2 separate regions of the Mus musculus genome follow, and region 2 is linked to region 1. A link is a contact called in public Hi-C data. All regions are on one chromosome and are shown on one strand. Each heading gives the region's core, a stretch centred on a gene start, on an enhancer-like site or on the middle of the called end of the contact. The rest is flanking DNA. Distances are from core to core; before and after follow the strand shown.

Region 1 (2,822 bases), core at 263-2,762:
GGAATAAAAGGGTAAAAAGAAAAGAAACACAAGTAGGGAACGTGAGCTTAATTTTCAAAGAAGAAGGGCAGGAGTAGGAAGAAACACATTATTCTTTAAAACTCATTACATGTTGGGTACAGTGGCACACGCCTTTCATCCTAGCATTTGGAGGGGCGGGGCAGACACAGGTGGATCTCTGTGAGTTCGAGTCTACATAGAGATCTCTGGTCTACATAGTGAAATCCAGAACACCCAAGGATACATAGTGGGGCTGTCTCAAAAACAACAGCAAAGCCAGAATATGAACGACTGAAGCACCACAGGGCTAAGACTGCATGGCAGCTCCTTCCTCACTGTCCCCGTTTCCTCTTGCAACGCACCTGTTGTCTGCGCTCCTCCAGCTCTCTCTGGATACTCTCTATCACAGCCACGGCTTCTTCCCCACTCTCGGGGTGATGCTCTCTCACCCAGGCCTGAAACTCTTCAGGCAGGATGGTGAGGAACTGCTCCAGCACCAGCAGCTCCAGGATCTGCTCTTTGGTGTGCAGCTCCGGCCTCAGCCACTCACAACAGAGAACCCGGAGCTGGCTGAGAGCATCGCGGGGTCCTGCTGCCTCATGGTACTGGAAGTGCTTGAAGCGCTGGTAAAAAGTCTCAAGCACTGGCCGGTTGTATCCCTGCATCCAGGAGCAGTCCTCTTCTTCTACTTTCACTATGAGAAGGTCTGCTTGCTCTTGCGAAGTCTCAGCGGGAGGCTCTAAGTGTATAACTGCCCTGGATTCTGTCATTATCATTCCAACTGAAGAGTCTCTAGACTCTAGCCCGTTACACTAACCCGATTTGTTCTCTGCTCTTCTAAAGGGCACTTTTTGTAGTGAACAACCTTACTGGAATGTCTGGAATTATTATTAGCTAAGAGAGGTGGCAACGACGTCATCTAGACTAAAGAAAAACCACTCAACAAAGTCATTCACTTTAAGATATAGAGAAGTTAGTCATCACTTCTCCCATAAAACAGCTAATAGCGACTACGTCCAGATTTTAATAACGTAAAAAAAAAAAAGGCCATTAAAAAGTGACATCAGGCCCAACTTAAAACAGTTTTAAAAATGAGAAAGTCCATATCTCATATAAATAACGGGACAAAATTATTCCAGACGGAGTCGTTTCTTCTCTCGATCATAAGCCAAACTGAAGTCAGTATAGGAATGAAACCCATTAAAATGGTCATATCTCATTCTGGCTTTCAAGCCATAAGAGCTTGATAGATAAACGAAAGACTTCATTAGTTCTATGAGAAGTACGGTTATACTAAAAAATTTGGACCTGGATTCTTTGTAATAGCTCCTGACCTGGAGACAGAGACCAGCCGGGTCAAGGTTAGGGACAGGACTCCAGTGTGGACACAATGTCCTACCAGCTCCTCTCCAGTCTTTAAGTCCCGGGGACCCAAAGATCAAACTCCCCGCAGCCCAGGCTTGGAAGATGGAGTTCTCACAAGCCAAGAGAGAGGCAAGTCCGACACTTTCCAACAGTTCATCGCCGGAAGTAACCAAGTACGAGCTTCAGCCATAAATCCCACCCCCAAGAGCGCTTCCGCAGCCTCTCTAGGAATCCCGGAGGTCCTAGCAGCACAGCGGGAAGGAGGAGCTACTCCTGAGCCCGCCCCCTTGTGGAGCTGACCAATCAGTCACCCTCAAGCAAGAGGCTACAAGAGCCTGGGGAAAATAGAGCTAATCTATTTCCCACCCCCAAAACCAGAGCATGGGCTTAGCTCAAGGGTAGGAATCTAGGGGGCCGGTCGGGGAAAACAAACAAACAAAATAGGTCCACCCTCTCTCTCCTCTGATTGGTCGAGCACAGCCTCACCCACCCACCCACCGCAGCACTCTGGAATTGAAGTAGGTCTGCACCATCCTGGCCACTTTTCTAAACACGCAAAGATTCTTTATTGCCCTAGAGTGGCTGAGGCTCTCGGGACTACATCTCCCAAGGAGCTGCGCGCGAAGTCTAGCCAATATGGCTGTGGCTCTCTGTCTCCAGGGCTTATTAATATGCTGCCGGGGAGGCAGACCTGACTGGCTCCGTGATAGAGGCTCTTACTGCCAAGCCTGATGACATGAGCTGATCCCTGGACTTGAGACATCCAAAAATTGTCCTTTGACTTCCACAGCTCTCCATGTAAGCCCCTTCCCCGCAGGCATTAGGTAATTTTTTAATGTTAAAGGGCATCAGGGTGTCTAGTCCGAAAGTTATATCAATTAATTGTTCGTATTTTTTTTCTATTGCTTCTGCACTTGACTAGCTTTTGAAAAACAAAACAAGCCGCGCGGTGGTGGCGCACGCCTTTAATCCCAGCACTTGGGAGGCAGAGGCAGGTGGATTTCTGAGTTCAAGGCCAGCCTGGTCTACAAAGTGAGTTCCAGGACAGGCAGGGCTACACAGAGAAACCCTGTCAAGAAAGGAAGGAAGGAAGGAAGGAAGGAAGGAAGGAAGGGAGGAAGGAAGGAAGGAAGGAAGGAAGGAAGGAAGGAAGGAAGGGAAAGAAAGAGACAAAACGAATGCAGCAGAGGGAAGAAAGAGAGAGAAAAAGGAAGAAAAAAAGAGAAAAACAAAACAAACAAAACGAATGCAGCAGAGGGAAAAAAGCGCCTGTTGCTGTATCGGCTGAAAAGCTGAAAGATGCGCCCAGAGCATGGCAGCCAGGCGGCTGGGGAGAAACAATAGTTTGAAGACAGAAGTTTTGCTTAAAGCCTGTTACCCTAAATTGTAAATCCCATTTTAAATTATCTACCCCTCTCTTGAGGCGTTTTCATCATTTTCCAAGTCCTTCGAATACT
Region 2 (2,730 bases), core at 29-2,528, 2.7 Mb before region 1:
TCAAGAGTGCGATGTTGAGAGTTACTTCCTCAATTCTCTCTGTGGCTATCTAGAGTCATCAGATCGCCTTCTCTCCAGTACAGAATATCCTTTTCTGCTAGTCAGCTCCTTTAGCCGCCCTTCCCACTCTGAAGCTGTTCCAGATCTGCCTCGAGAGAGGGTGGTTCAGTGGTTAGGAGCATTGCACCAGTACTCTCATCTGGGCAAAAATAGCCCATAGTCTGGAGTGTTACTCCTTTATCAATAAGGCTCTGGCCCACATCTGACCTTGATCTCTAGATAAGAGTAAGAGGCGCATTTGCAGGATTGTCCCCCACTTCCTGACGCAACCACTCCAGCCTAAGGTCTTCCTTTTTTGGACGGGTCCCCAAATCACAGAACTCTCAGCTTGCTTCTCTTCCTCAGGAAGTAACCCCCTATCAGCTGCAGGTGTGCTCCAGCTGTGCGCGTTGGCGGCCATTAGCGGCGGTCCTACTGTCTAGGGTGTTGCCATGGCTTTGTGAGACTTACTTACATCTTCTCAACAGAGAAAGAGCCGACTTTCAGAGAGATTTAACAATCCCCTCCCCCGCAACTCAGCAGGGGTGGCTGGAGAGAAGCTCACTAATGAAGAACACTTACTGCTCTGGGTTCCGTTTCTACGCTCTCAGGGCAGCTCACAACTGCCTGTAACACAAATTCTAGCACCATTTTCTGACCTCTGCTCGGCGTGGGCATACACATAAAATAAATGACTACGTAAAATGTAGTGAATATTTCGTTTAAATTTTCCCAAGGCCAACAACTCCCCTACTCGGAACTCTTCTCCTCTCATGAACTTTCAGTGTCTTCTCTCTCACATTGCTTGTGCAGACGCTTGCTGGGTCCACCGGAATGCTGCAGTGAACTGCAACCCTAGCGTATGACGTTTCCAACCACTTATTATTATCATCATTATTATCATTATTATTATTATCATTATCTGCTTTGGACAGGAGTCTTGTTATATCGTTGGGCTAGTCTCGAACTCTCGATCCAGATACCTATGACTCCACGGCGCTTCAGCGAAAACCAATAATCCTATCCAGATACGCTTAGCAGAACCTTCGCAGAGCTGCCGGGATCACCCAACTTGCCCAGCAACTCGGGGAGATTCAGCCGCTGAACCTTCGGGGGCGGGTGCAAGAGAATGACACTGCGCTAGACCAATCGCTACGGGGGCGCCGGCCGCCATACCCAATCACAAGCGAGCTAGGGAAGCGGGTGACAGCTCCGGCCGAAGATTGCCAGCTCTTGGCAGAGTGATGATGCTCGGCGGCCGAGTCACCACTAGGGCCCAAAGACCAAGAGTGCGGCGGCGCGGGGAGCGGCGGGGACTGAGTCCAGGGCCAACAGAGTCCGGGAGGTGCGCTTATTTCTCTTTGCCTTCTAACAGGGCTCGAGTGTCCCGTCCCAAGGGACGTCCCCCTGTTGCGGTCTAGCTCCACCTCGCTGCCCCTTCCTTTGGCTCTTCCCAGCTGGCGAACCGTGCTGAAAACCCGGGGGCGCTACGCCCCGCACTGGGTAACGGAGAACACAGTCCCGACTACGGTCCCACCTGTGCCTAGCCTAGCAGGAAAACTGTAACCGTGGGGTGAGTTTTAAAAACGAAAACAGAAACTAAACTCCCCTTCCGATCGGGAGCTGCTTTTTACAAGGCCCTTAACCTGCAGCCAAAATAATAGTAATTACATAACCTCCGGGTCCCCGGGTAACTTCATTGTTTACCTTATGGGAACCGGCCGGTGCTGTTCTGCTCAGCACTGTGAGCATTAGCTAAGCGGAGTCGGGGGCGGAGGTTGACTTAGTCCCTGCTCCTCGGAGAGAACTAGGGTACCCTCTCCCGGCAAGGGCACTCTCTCAGAAATCTGGAACTCTTTTTGCTTGCTAATGTTTGTTTATGACACATTGTTCCAACTTCCCCACTTTTGAGAATTTAGCCTCTGGGATAAAAAATCAACTGATGATTTCTATCCCCCCCCCCCACACTCGCCCCGTTTCTCTCCTCCCGCTTCCCGCTCTGCAATAGACTCGATCTGCCCACTTGAGCAATATGAAGATTTCATTCATAGAGCCCGCCATTCTCCTGAACGCGTTTGCTATGACTCTGACCATCCCGCTGACAGCGCAGTACGTGTACCGGAGGATCTGGGAGGAAACCGGTAACTACACCTTTGCTTCCAATAGCAATGGCTCTGAGTGTGACCAAAACAAAAGCAGCTCCATCTTTGCATTCCGGGAGGTAAGAAATTAAAATTAAAACCTCCCATCCTGGAGTCACAGGGAATGGAAACAGGTTCCAAACCAAAGAGGCTCTCCAAGGTGTGACCACACACACACACACACACACACACACACACACACACACACACTGAAATTAAGCCACCTTCTCTCTGTTCCTATTTCGGTTAATAGTTCCTCTTGACACCTTTAATCTGGCTCTTTCTAACTCTCTAAGGCACCTCCACTCCTGTCCCCAATCCCCACCCACCTTGTGGGACCAACTCTTTTATCCTTAGGAAATCTCACTACAATCTCACCCACTCTTCCTTGGTCTCTTGAATAACAAAAGTCCAGAAAAACTGACCAGAGTCAGCTGCCTCCCATGGGGGCGGGGCAGCAATTGTTGAGGTCTGGAGGCAGCCTTAGATAAGATAAACTGGGCTCCCTGGAGTTGAGTCCTGCATCCACATCTGGGCTGGCGAGTGCTTA

What was found. Hi-C and Micro-C count contacts between places; a contact is called where the count stands out from the background.
Region 2: a Hi-C map of B cells shows a contact between it and region 1, with 9 read pairs. The contact joins the promoter of Slc46a3 here to the promoter of Zkscan5 in region 1. A contact is called at or near these places in 2 of 39 promoter capture datasets (cranial neural crest and embryonic stem cells), 1 of 484 Hi-C or Micro-C datasets (B cells) and 1 of 9 other capture datasets (liver).

What each region holds. Positions count from the first base shown.
Region 1 is chr5:145,203,249-145,206,070 of GRCm38.p6, reverse strand. It overlaps Zkscan5 (zinc finger with KRAB and SCAN domains 5), which reads right to left and starts at 1,512. Exons shown (of 6, transcript NM_016683.2): 1 at 363-1,512. The coding sequence starts at 776. It also overlaps a transcript of Zkscan14 not described here.
Region 2 is chr5:147,893,363-147,896,092 of GRCm38.p6, reverse strand. It overlaps Slc46a3 (solute carrier family 46, member 3), which reads left to right and starts at 1,278. Exons shown (of 6, transcript NM_027872.4): 1 at 1,278-1,612; 2 at 2,048-2,260. The coding sequence starts at 2,072.